Linked DNA regions of Mus musculus: regions 1 and 2 are each linked to region 3. A link is a contact called in public Micro-C data. All regions are on one chromosome and are shown on one strand. Each heading gives the region's core, a stretch centred on a gene start, on an enhancer-like site or on the middle of the called end of the contact. The rest is flanking DNA. Distances are from core to core; before and after follow the strand shown. Region 1 holds the start of Ube2z (ubiquitin-conjugating enzyme E2Z). Region 2 holds the start of Dlx3 (distal-less homeobox 3). Region 3 holds the start of Ngfr (nerve growth factor receptor (TNFR superfamily, member 16)).

Region 1 (4,274 bases), core at 746-3,245, 480 kb after region 3:
CTTCTTCCCACATGAAAACTCATTTACTTCCCATCTCCCAGATTCCCAGGTACTACAACTGAACACAGAGATTTTCTCAATTGGGAGGGCTTCATTCCATTCACTACAAAACTTACTCCATAAAACATATGGGTTCGCTTTGCTGGTAAGGTAAGGAGACAGCATGAAGCCAGCGGGAGCAAGTCTACCATGACCTGTGTGTCCAGGAAACTAATAGGATAGTTGTTTTGAGGAAAAGGGAATCCTCTGAAATAACCAGAATCTCATCTCTGAAAGATGACATTTAGTAACTAGGATGAATGAAACTTCTGGGTCAGTAATCAACTAGAATGGATCAGTTGAGAACTGGCTCAGAAGAAGTCAATTATGAGGAAGTCTGGGGACACAGAAGGGTAGCCGAACAAAGAAGTTCGTCCAGGCCAAACTCAAAGCTGTATCCAGACTAAGAGAATCAAACAGCTAAGGAGTTAAGTTAGGGGTGGCAATAACTGTGAAGTTGTTCTACGTCCGGCACTGTGCCAGGTACTTTACGTGCATGGTGTAGTTTTTTTTTATTAAAAACTTGGAAAATATGTAGCCGGGCAGACACCTGAGGGGACTTGGAATGTTTGGGATAATAGCCAGATAAGAGGCTAAGATGAAAAGACTAAGTCTGGTCACCAGGAAACAAGTTTCAAAATTAATAGCTCAACAGTCTTATCTTTTGCCATGCAATTGGTACCATACTAAGTGAGCACTTTTGCAAAACATATTTATCTATGAAGTGATACGATCTAAGATCGGTCACCCAAGACACAAGCACAGACAGGCCCTAGGCCTTTTGTTCCTGTATTTGAAGGGAGTACATCTGCTTTACAAAAGTAAACCAGACAACCTTGGGGGTAAATAATAGGAAAAAAGTTCTTGACTAAGATGTTACAATCCAGAGTGATAGTGAGAGATGGTAGGAACGCAGAGTTTCAGGGACAGGTGTGAGGGACAGTTTTGGGGTGATTGGAAAGGGGGTTCAAGAAATGATCTGGAAAGTCAGGGAGGCTCTCTAGACCCGTGGAAAGGGCCATATGGTGGGGAAACGAGGTAAGGAAAGGTAAAAAGGAAGACTGACTCGAGTCTGCAACTGGGCAATGCAGGTAGAGGATGTTCCAAGCGGGGACTCCAGAAGAGATGGAGAACTGATGGGTGGGGCCTGAGGGCAGCCTTTAGGTAAGCTGGTGGGGTAGGTTAGAGGGGAAGTGCGAAGGGCGGGACCGAGCGTTACAGAAGAGCAAAAGGGTCAGGTTTCGGGTGAACGGGAGGGGGTAGGGATAAGGCATCCGGAACGGAGCTGCAGGGCTCACCGGAGGTCGCTAAGGGGCGGGGTAGGCCCGAGGGCAATCGCGGATCTGTTTGGGCTGTAGGGCCGGGCGCTGAGAGGGCGGGAGGGAGGGAAAGGGCGACACTTAAGGCCCCCGTCAGTAGAGAGGCCCGCAGGGTTTGGGCCTGGAAGACGTGAGGCGGGAGAGAGCCCCGATGGGGAAAGGTGGGGGGCGGGGAAGGTCGAGCCCTGGAGCTCCGGGGTGAGGGAGGAAAAACCCCCGGCTCACCGCTTAATCCGAAGTAGACACTGTGGCGCGGTTCGCTCGCCGTCCCAGTCCGAGCTGAGCGTGGGGTCCCAATGGCTAAGCAGCGCGGCCCCGTGGGCAGCGGCCGAGGGCGGGAGTCCTGGCAGCGGAGCCAGGCCGCTCCCCGGTCCCCCGGCCCCGCCCGCCGCCGCCGCCGCCGCCCACACATCCGGCAGAAAAGGCGGCCCGAACCCGCCGCCGCTCCCGCTAACGCCGACCACACCGGCAACACCACTCGACCCTGGGCCCGCCGCCCCGGCGCCAGCCGTCGCCGTCGCCGCCTCCTCAGTCGGACTCTCCGCCATCGCTGCTTCGCTTCCGGGACTGCTCAGCAGCACGTCCGCCGACCAGAGCGGCCGCTGCTCCCGCACCACCGAGAGCCGGGCCAGAGTGTCCCCACCCTCGGCTTCCCCAGCCCGGGTGGCGCTGGCTCCGCCCACCTCCGCCCGGACCAGCGAGAGGCGTGCTGCCAGAGCGTCCACCCACGGTCCTCCAGAGCGGGGGGCGGGGGCTAGCGGACTAGCTGGCGCTCCAGGCCAGCGCAGATTCTGCGCCCCGCTGGAGATGCTGGTAGCCTTCCATGGTTAAAGGTTTTATGTTGGGAGAGTTGATGTCGGAGAAGACAGTTCAAAGAAGATGGAGAGACCCACAGCTTCTCTTTTAAAGGGAGGGACCATCGATGTTCAATCCTAGGGTAGGACTAAGGTCCACCTTCCCTGTAGGGCAATCGAAAGAAGAGCTTGAGTAGTTTAGGGCCCTTCACATCCCTACGGCTCTGTGCTGTATCATGTCTGGTCTTCTCCCCCATCGACTACTATTGTCGCCTGACTGCGGATGGACTAAGAGGAAGAACGGAATCAGAACGTGCGAATAAAAGACCACCTCATTTGAGTTTATTCGATATTTATTTATGAAGGGCATACTAAAGGCCAGGAGCTGTTGCTAGGCATTGCCCTGGAGATAATGACACAGAAGTTGACAGCTTGGTAGAAGTCAAGCATCAGGCTTGATTCCAAGCTCAGTACCTTTTCTACCCGCTAATCCTGGAGTTACGGGTTTGAAATTCTCAATTTCTTAGAACTATATTGAGATTTGTAATACGAAAATTAACTCTGACTAAGGGGAAAAGACCTTAACCTTGTTCTACTGACAGGAATATGAGTCTGTGTGTGTGTTTGCTAACTGTAGGAAAACCAGAGGTACCGCATGACTGAGAATTTACACAACCCTTTCAGCTGGTCTGAGACAACATCCGAAACAAACACATTGATACTCTATAGCAAAGTGTATGAATAGTTTTTGAGACAAGGTTTCCAATATGTAGCTGCTTACCTCAGCCTTCTTAGTGCTGAGATGACCGGCATAAGCCACCACACCCAATGAAATATTCATATTAACTTTAGTACATTTATGAAGATTCATTCTAGAACAAACAGCCAGAGCCTCACTTTGGATCTTGTTTTTTTTTTTTTTTCTTCTTCTTTTCCTCCCGAAGAAGCCTGGCTCCTGTGGTGGCACAGCTCGTAAGCTAAGCACTAGAGAGGTTGAGGAATGATGAGGGAACTATCGTACATAAATAGTTGAGGCCACAAATTGAGTTCAAGGCAATCTGGGCAACAAAGGGACACCCTGTCTCAAAACACAAAAACCAACAAGTGAAGAGCCTGCGTTCTGGACATTTGTGCGTTTTCTCAAATGGTCTGGGGGCGGGGGTCTGGGAATAGTGAATACATTATGTTTTGAAGCTGCCATTAATTGAGTGCTTAAGGCTACACATTGTTTATCTGCTTTATTTTACTTGTTCCTCTCACCAGCTCTGTGATAGAAGGACTGTTATTAGCCTTTTGTGACAGAATGACAACAGACAGACAGAAGGTCAGTCACACACATAGGATCACACTGAGAGCAGGGGGCAAAGCTGCATCTGGTTCCAGATGTTGTCCTTTTTGCTACACACACACATGCATGTACCTAGGGCTCTAGCTTGTGTATTATTTGTGAATTCAGCTTAGTAGAGTTCATCTTAGGACTGTAACATGAAATAAAACTCATTAGTATACTATTTTATAGAGGTTCCATGTTTTGTTGATGTATCTTTGTTTAGGTTTGATTTTTTATAAAATGAAATAACACTTTATTAAAAATTATTTTGCACCGGGCGTGGTGGCGTACGCCTTTAATTCTAGCACTCGGGAGGCAGAGGCAGGCAGATTTCTGAGTTCGAGGCCAGCCTGGTCTACAAAGTGAGTTCCAGGACAGCCAGGGCTACACAGAGAAACCCTGTCTCAAAAAACCACCACCACCAACAACAAAATTATTTTGCTGGGCAGTGATGACACATATGGCTTTAATTCCAGCAATCAGGAGGCAGAGGCTGGCAGTTCTCTGAGTTTGAGCTCCAGCCTGTTCTACAGAGCTAGTTCCAAGACAGCCAAGGCCACAGGGGGAAGATAGCTCTGGCTTTCCTGAAACTCACTCTGTAGACCAGCCTGGCCTTGAACTCACAGATCTGCCTGCCTCTGCTTCCTGACTGCTGGGAGTAAAGGTGTGCACTAGAACACAGGGCTGCACCCATACTTTTAAAAGTGACAACACTGTCCTTGTTTGTTTGTTTGAGACAGGGTTTCTCTGTGTAGCCTTGGCTGTCCTGGAACTCACTCTGTAGACCAGGCT
Region 2 (4,193 bases), core at 974-3,473, 470 kb before region 3:
CACAGACATCCACTTCCCTTTGCCTCCCGAGTACTAGTGTTAAAGGCATACGCTGCCATGCCCGGCCTTAAATGTTTCTTTACGTTACTGTTGTGATTTCAGTCCGCTTCTAGAGCACAACAGACCTTGGAAATTACCCTAAAATAACTCACTATTACCCCAAGGCTCCTGTGCTCAACCCAGCCAGGCCCAGGTAGGGTGAGGAGAGACTGGGGCGTCTCCGAATCACCTGCTACTCCAAATGAATGAATGAACGAACTCCCGAGACAGGGTTTGCCCGACGCTGTCCCTTCCCTGTGGGCAGCTGGGGGCTCCAAAACAGGCCCTCCCCGCCGCCCCCGCTTGCATCCTGGGAGGGGAACCGGCAGCCCAATGCCCTTCCTGCCCCCAACGCCCCGGGCTCCTTGGGCGCCCTCTTGGCAGAAGAACAGAGGGCATCCAGAGCGGGTGGCAACTCGTCCCGCCACGAGCTCGCAGCGGCGGGCGATAGGAGCTGGGGGGACGCTCAGATAGACAGACAGATAGCGTTCCCCTCTCCCGCCCCCGCCCCCACCTTTCCCACGCGGCGGCCTCCTGGGGCGGCCCAGGCCAGGCGGTCACCTACTCCTGTCACTGCTCCCCGACCTAGGTCCTCTGCCCAGCCAACTCTACGTTTTTCCAGGTTCAGCATCCTGTGTCTGAGTTTAACATCGAAACATTTGACTGCGGCCCCTAAACAATCTAAGCAGAATGAGACCCCTTTCCTGTCTGCCTGCTTACCTCCTCCTTAATGCAGCCTTAAGGCAAGTTGCAGAACTCCGGAAAACCACGAGGTGGTGCGCTGGCACTGTGTCCTGGCTAGGCAAAGGCAGGGGAAATAGAAGGTTCGAGGTGTGTAGGGAAGGCCTGGGGATGGAGGGGGAAATAAGAATTAAAATTGGGAGAAGCCTCCTTCCTCCAAGGATAGGTTTGGGAGCAGAAGTGGAGATGCAATAGAGAAATGAGATTGGCACCCAGAACAGTAAATATTACCCGGGAACTGGACTTTGAGAGCCAGACAAGACTAGGGGGGTTGGAGATTGCTCCAAGGTGAGAAACATCTTCATTGGGGCCTCCATGGACAGAAGAAATTGAGTGAAGTACATGGCTCCTGTCTATTGGAGATAGATGGATCTGAGCATGTATCTATGCACATTTGGGCATACCCAGCTCACAGGTCGGTCATTCAGGACCCTACACTTCCACTGCCTCACACTACATACAGAGACACACTCTCATGCACACAGGTTCTCACGGGCACTCTTGCACACACTGTATTTTGTGTATTTTGCGGAAGATGTAACATAGATCTTTCACCCCTAACAAAGTCTGTGCTCCTAAGAGCTGTCCCAGACTGAGTGGACCCTGCCTCCAGACTTCCTGAAGAACACAGAAAGCCAGCCTCATAGGGACTGACTGCCTCGTGGCTCTTCCATTCATGAAAGGGCACACATATAGCTGGGGGTACCTCTGTCTTCTAAAGCAGCCCCTAAATCCATACAGCCTTGCTCCAGTAGGGACTTGCAGGCCCAAGGTGTTCTTGCTTGGTGAGACTCTTCCTTCAGAATTTAAAATTTTATATTTCACATCTGCAGTGTCATTAAGATAACATATTAAGCCAGGGCCATACGGAGAAACCCTGTCTCGAAAAAAAACAACAAAAAACAAAACAAAACAAAACAAAAATATAATATATTTATATAGTCCAACCTTTTTTTCCAATTTTAAAAGTGATCAAAATATTTTCATGGACCCTGGGTCTTTGCCACTTTCTGTCTGTCATTTGCATAGACCACACATACATCATTAAGGACCACCTCCTTCCACAAACACCCAATGGGTAAATTCCCCTCCTTCCTCATCTCACCTAAGCCCACCCCTGGCCACTAAAACAGACCGATTAGTAGATCCTGGGGGCTCCGCACAGCCAACCCCTCCGCACATTTGGGGGATTTATCGGAGGTAGAGCATAGGAGGAACACAGTGGCGCTGGGGGGAGTGTGTGTGTGTGTGTGTGTGTGTGTGTGTGTGTGTGTGTGTGTATTAGGGGTAACAACAAAGAGGGTTGAGAGGGTTGGGGGAGCCAGTGAGAAAGCGCGAGCGTGTTTTGCCTCGAAGGCAAGACTTGCAGCCAATCAGCGCGCAGGAGCCTCCCTCGGCGACTCCAACATTGAGTCTATAACCGGCTGGCCGGGCGGAGCTGGCAGCATTTGACTGTGGCTTGGGACGCGGAGAGAGGCACGCAGCGACTGACCGACAGCCGGCGATGGTCTAAGCGCCCCTCGGCCACCCCCTCCCCCAGACGCGACCGCGTCCTGCCCTCGCCCTCTGGACACACACCCCCACCTGGGCTCCTCCGCCCGTTCGGCGCTCCTCGGAGGAGGCCCGGGGTGTTGCGGCGCTCGCCAGCATGAGCGGCTCCTTCGATCGCAAGCTCAGCAGCATCCTCACCGACATCTCCAGCTCGCTCAGCTGCCATGCGGGCTCCAAGGACTCGCCCACCCTGCCCGAATCTACAGTCACTGACCTGGGCTATTACAGCGCTCCTCAGCATGACTACTACTCGGGCCAGCCCTACGGCCAGACGGTGAACCCCTACACCTACCACCACCAGTTCAATCTCAATGGGCTCGCAGGCACCGGCGCTTACTCGCCCAAGTCGGAATATACCTACGGGGGATCCTATAGGCAGTACGGAGCGTACCGGGAGCAGCCTTTGCCTGCCCAGGACCCAGGTGAGGATGCCCGGGTTGTGGAGAGGGTGCGAGGGACTCTAAGGTTCCCAAGCAAGAGGAAGTCTGGGAATAGGAGCTGAAATCTAGGGAAACTCGAGGTTAAGAAATGGAAGCGTTGGAGATTAGAGGAGACCGGGTTAGATGACCTCCAGAGGGGTGAACGACACTCCGAAGAGGCGCGCACTGTGCGCCGCGGTCTCTTGGAGATTCCAGGGCAGCTGGAGCCACCGGGAGCTCCTTCTGAGTGATCATGGGGGCCTTCAATGCTGCCATCCCGCTGGCACTTGAGCCGGAGACGAAAGACGGTCGCCGAGAGCTGGAGGGGAGTCAGCGAGGACTGGAGGTTCCAGGGCCCTTCTTTTGGATGCCGTCAGGGGAAACCCGGAGTAGTGAAAGGCTTGTGGAGAAAGACCCAAAGAAGTCCCAGAAATGGAGGAGAGACTGGGAAGTAGAGATGCGGAGAGAGAAGTGGGGACGGCGAGAAAGAAATGTGGGGGGGGCGGTAAGATAAAGCGCACAGCAGAAAGCAACAGAGGAAATGAAGAAAGGGCGGGGAGGAAAGAAAGAAAAAGGAGGAAAGAAGAGGGAAGGAAGAAAAAGAAAACAGAGAGAAAGGGAAAAGAGACAGAGAAAACGCTTGTACTGTCCTTGCAAATTTTTTCCTGAAACAAATGATCCTGAACTAGAAAGCGTATTAAAAGGAGATGGGGAGGAGGGGGGACAAGAAGTGGGAGACGCCACCGCGGCTAGGTGGGTCACCAGAGAAGAGTGGCTGAGCCGGGAAGGCGTCGTGAGCGAGCCGCGCGGTCCTCGCCCAGTCGGTTGCTGGCGCCGGAGTCGGCGCTCCGAGGCCCCGGGTGCCGAGCTGGGAGCGCCGCGTCGTGGGCGGCCGCCGGTCCGGCTGGGTCGCTGCGGTTCCTCCCCGGGCGCGGGCGGCACTACGCTCCTCCAAGAAGTCCCGGGGAGATCAGTGGGCCGGAGGGTGCGGCGTCCGACGGTGGGAAATCTTGGAGAACGCGGTGGTCGCAGGCTGAGACTAAACTGGTGTTTTTCCCCTACAGTGTCGGTGAAAGAGGAGCCGGAAGCCGAGGTTCGCATGGTGAACGGCAAGCCCAAAAAGGTCCGAAAGCCGCGAACGATCTACTCCAGCTATCAGCTGGCTGCCCTGCAGCGCCGTTTCCAGAAAGCCCAGTATCTGGCCTTGCCTGAGCGCGCCGAGCTAGCTGCACAGCTGGGCCTCACACAAACACAGGTTGGTACTGAACGCTCCAGGGTCTCAGGAGGGATCTGGGATTCCCTAGGTACCCCTGAGCCTGGCTGGCCCATGAAGCACCCCTTTGCCCTGCCCCTGCCCGGCAGCTCGCTGCAGGAACTCTTGCCTGCCCTTCCAGTGACTTGAGTCTCAGCTTTCAGAGAAAGGGTTACAGTAGGGAGCATAGA
Region 3 (4,307 bases), core at 844-3,343:
CGCAGCGCCCCAGGCCCTCTTCCCTAGCCAACCATAACAAGGACCAAGAAGCACCTCTAACCAGAAGCGTTAGTTAGCAAACACTCTTGCAGTCACTCCCAAGTCCCCGGAGGACGCCACAAGGACTGACAGCTCCAGGGAACCATGTTTGGGCTTGAGAAGGGTTTTCCATCCGCTTGCCTCCATATCTCACCTCCTGCCTATCCTTTGGAATGGTGTCACCCATATCCCTACTGTGAAACGAAGCGAACCAGCTGCCGCCCCCTCCCCACCTGCGCGCGCCCAGGGAGTTCAGAGCTGGAACGAGGTGACCATCCAGCCACACGACTCTGGCTTGAGATCGTGACCAACTTGCTTAAACTTCGAAGTCCCTGCCTCCTTATCAGTAAGATGGAGATGGGGGGGGGGGGTGTACAGTGCTCGGATGTGGAAAGGGTGGAGGGAAGAGTGAGGAGAGGACGTCACTTTCATTGCCAACCTTCCTTAAGATCTGGTCAGAAATACCCAGAGTACTCAGGTTCATAGAAGGAGGACCTAATGACCTTAGCCGGAGTTGGTGTCTCCGAACAGCAATCCGACAAGAATCCCAGGCATCCAAGTGGCCCCTGTCTCATTTGAGAAGCGTTCATTGACTTTCACCGAAAGCCTGGCCAGGTGTGGGCGGGATGATGATCCTATTAAGTTCTGGACCGGAAGGAGCACGGAGGGCTCAGGGCCCGTGGCGGCTTAACTTAGAAGGGACTCAGTGCGCAGCCCAAGGCGCGCACGCAGCTCCCAACAGCAATCCCTCGCCCGCAGTGCCCCCTGCGGGTCGCCTGGGGTTTTGCATCCCCTAGCTGTGCGCTGCCGGAACCATCACAGCCTTGAGAGTCCCAGCGCTCCGCATCTCGAGAGCTGGCCGGCGTTTAATAGGGTAGGGGGATGCCCCGGCTCTGTCTCTCCGGGTCCACTGAGTTGCTTCAAACCACGTGAAAGGTTTGTCAAGGAACTACCCTAGAAGCGGATTTGCCATAGTGAAGTGAGCGCTCTCTTCCCTGCCTGGGATGCCCAGACGCAATTCCCGGACTGGGCGAGGCCGCTAGAAAGAGCGCTAGAACCCACGCGGGAAACGTCTGTGACTGGGCTGTCCTCATCGCATCGTCCTTGAGTAGACAGACAGGCGGGGCCCCGAGCACTTTAGGGTATGCACCTTCTTTCCATTTCTCTATCTCTTTTGTGGTTGTCTCTTTTCTGCCCTCCATAAAGCCCACTTCTCTCTCTTCAACCTCTCTGCCACTCCCGAATCGCTCCTTTCGATGCCCCTCCCCCCCATTGTCTGGCCGGTCCCCATTGTCCATACTGGGTCCCCTCTGCCTCCAGTCCCTCCAGCTGCCTCCCGCATTGTTCCGTCTCTAGCCCCTCACATCTTTAGTGCCGATCTCTTTCCCTTCCTTCTCTCTGCCCTACAACTCCCCAGGGACTAAGATGCTAAAGAGAAAACTCCCCTCGGGATCCCAAAATTCACACGCTGTCGTCAAAAGAACCCAGGCGCCCGAGATTCCCAAACCTCCCTCCACCCCACTCGAGACTGCTCCCAGTCTCCTACACCGCACCCGTCGTAGTGCTCAAGAACCAGCAGCAGCAAGCAGAACCAAGAACGGGTGTCGTTGCAACAGTCCTGTCTGCATCTCTATCCTGGGACTGGGTCGCCTCTGCGCTCTGAAAGTCCTAGAAGCTAGGAGCGCCCCTGTGGGTCATGATCCCGCAGCTCCTCCGCCACCCGTTGCCAGCATCTGGGACCTTAACGTCTTATTCTGTTCCCTGGGTGGTGGCACCCACATCCCCTTGGGGTTCAGCTCTTTGAAAAGGTTAACGGAGGTCCCTCCTACTAATCACTTACCCCTAGAAGCAGCAGCAGCAGCAGCAGCAGGCGCAGCCGGTCCATGGCGCTGCAGGCAGCACCTGCCCTCCTCATTGCTCGCCTCCGGCGACAGCGCTCAGCTTCTAGCTCAGTCCGCTCTGCGGACCGATGGTGCTGCGCGCTGAGCTGAGCTGCGCTGCGCTGCGCTCCAGCGCCCGCTGCCCGCCGGAGCTGGCGGAGGCTCCACTCGCTCTGGCTGCTAGCGGGCGGGAGCAGCTGGGTGAAGGCAATGCAGCAGCCCCGCCTCCTCCCCGCCCAGCCCGCCCAACTCCCCCCCCCCCCCAACCCCTCCGGAACCGCGCCCGCCCGGCTGCCTAGGGTGGGGAGTCCAGAGCAGTCAAGTGAGGCGTGAGAGGAGCCGCACCCGTGTGCCCCGCTGTGGCTTCTCAGTGGGCTGCCCCACGTACCCAGGGCACCTCCGGTTATGCTGAGCATAAGATGCTTCGGATCCAACGGGGGCCATTGCTCTCCTACTGATGAAGCCTGCCTCGGGGTTAACTCTCTTAAACATCTTTAGCCTAATTGCCTACCTAGCCCTTATTCCGAAAATGAGGCTGCCCTCCTTTTATGGTTGGATACACACCTTATTCCATTCTCTCTCTGTTCCAACTTGTGGAGGGATATGTTCCTTGGGGCCTTCAAGGTGAAATCTATCCCAATATCATAATTTGGGATATCTGTCTGACACTGTTTCTCTGTCTCTGTCTCTGTCTCTCTGTCCCTGTCTCCCCCTCTCCTACACACACACACACATACACACACACACACATGATAGAACCTAGGACCACACACACACACACACACACACACACACACACATGATAGAACCTAGGACCACACACACACACATGCTAAGCAAGCATTGTATCACAGAACTCTATCTCCAGCCTTTCATGAGCTTGAATGAGTCACAGGTGTGCACATAAACCCCAGGAATACACAAACACACTCTCAAGTGCACCTGTACGTGTGTGTGTTGACGTACTGACATCTGCCTATACCGTCCCTCAGGCATTCATATAGACCTGCTCATCCTACAAGGGCTCCTAACACAGACCAGACATACATCAATGCACACAGGCTGACATTCACATATACACTCCTACACACTCACATGTGTGCACTGCACAGTGGTAGTCACACAAGCCCACATCTGTATTTTGCCCTCAAATGCACACACACACACACACACACACACACACACACACACACACACACACAGAGTATACAGACAACACACAAACATGATTACATGAGTTTGTGAGTTTCCTACGGGCAGGGACAGTAGTGTCTTCTCTGACCACCCAAGTGTTCAGTCATGGAGGGGATTCAAGGGGAGAGCTGTTGAATGGATTCAACATCCACAGACTCATCCGTGAGCTGTGTAGGCCTTCTGAGGATCACACTGGCCATGCTCTAGAAGCGTGGCACATCAAACCACCTGTATGCCAAGGAATGTGCAGTCAGTCTTTCAGAAGAAACACCGCCCCGCCCTTCTCTGGTTCCCAGACATCGAAGGCCCTGGTACAGAACTGTGTGGGGACAGTCTATCCCAGCACCAGATGTTAGCTATGTCTGGACTCCAGTTCCTCTTCAAAAAAATACAGTCCCAAAATAATAGAAACAAGGGACAGACCAAGAGCATTTATAAAGCAGGCCTGCTCATGAGTAGGTGATTTCCTAGGTCACTTAAACTTAATTGCAGGAAAAAAAAAAAAACCTATCCTATGTAGCCAATAAAGGCCAGCAGACAGTCCCCAGGAAGGACGGGTAGACATCACTGTGGCTTTGAGAATTCATGTTCATGAGCCACCATGGCTGGATGTAAGAGTCTAGGCAGAAAGCAGGACCTCAGAAGTCCCTGGGGAGTCCTTCCGCCTGGACAGAGATTACTTCTAAGATGTCCCCTCCCCCAACGCTTTTACAGACCTGCCTTACTCTCTGCTGAATTCATGGGAGGCAGGAAGGGGGAGCATTAGCACTTCCAGAAGCATTGAGCTGCTTACTACCAGGCTACCGACAGTGTGGCATTAATTTAAATACTCCCGTTATTAATTTATGATCCCAGTTACTATTATTGCCAAGGTTATCCATCTCAACACAATTTAATACGACCCACACCACCATGGCTGGGCCTGGGTTATTAATAATTTCCATGGTCTTGATCATTTAAGCCTTACTCCAACAATTACAAACAGCAATTGTTACTATTCTTAGCAGTATTTCTATGATTAAGCTGAAGCACAAGCCCGAGATGTACTGCTGAGTGCTGGCAGGGAGTGTGGCTGCATAGGGTGCGGAAGGAGGAGTGTTGCATTGTGGGAAGTCAGGCCTGAGTGCGAATGCTTGCCCCCTGCCCTGTTGCCTCTTCCTTCTTACCTTGGGAAGGCTTCAACCATCTCTCTTG

Evidence for each region. Hi-C and Micro-C count contacts between places; a contact is called where the count stands out from the background.
Region 1: a Micro-C map of embryonic stem cells shows a contact between it and region 3, with 2.5 times the contacts expected there. The contact joins the promoter of Ube2z here to the promoter of Ngfr in region 3. A contact is called at or near these places in 2 of 39 promoter capture datasets (embryonic stem cells and pre-B cells) and 2 of 484 Hi-C or Micro-C datasets (the N1E-115 cell line and embryonic stem cells).
Region 2: a contact with region 3 is called in a Micro-C map of embryonic stem cells, with 1.9 times the contacts expected there. The contact joins the promoter of Dlx3 here to the promoter of Ngfr in region 3. A contact is called at or near these places in 9 of 39 promoter capture datasets (the C10 cell line, HPC-7-derived erythroid cells, embryonic stem cells and 5 more), 3 of 484 Hi-C or Micro-C datasets (cortical neurons and embryonic stem cells), 4 of 115 datasets of contacts at active chromatin or transcription factors (embryonic forebrain, embryonic stem cells and stem cell-derived neural progenitor cells) and 1 of 9 other capture datasets (pancreatic islet).

Annotation. Positions count from the first base shown.
Region 1 is chr11:96,063,369-96,067,642 of GRCm38.p6, forward strand. It overlaps Ube2z (ubiquitin-conjugating enzyme E2Z), which reads right to left and starts at 1,996. Exons shown (of 7, transcript NM_172300.3): 1 at 1,584-1,996. The coding sequence starts at 1,906.
Region 2 is chr11:95,117,894-95,122,086 of GRCm38.p6, forward strand. Dlx3 (distal-less homeobox 3) reads left to right here and starts at 2,224. Exons shown (of 3, transcript NM_010055.4): 1 at 2,224-2,753; 2 at 3,815-4,005. The coding sequence starts at 2,429.
Region 3 is chr11:95,585,605-95,589,911 of GRCm38.p6, forward strand. It overlaps Ngfr (nerve growth factor receptor (TNFR superfamily, member 16)), which reads right to left and starts at 2,094. Exons shown (of 6, transcript NM_033217.3): 1 at 1,880-2,094. The coding sequence starts at 1,954.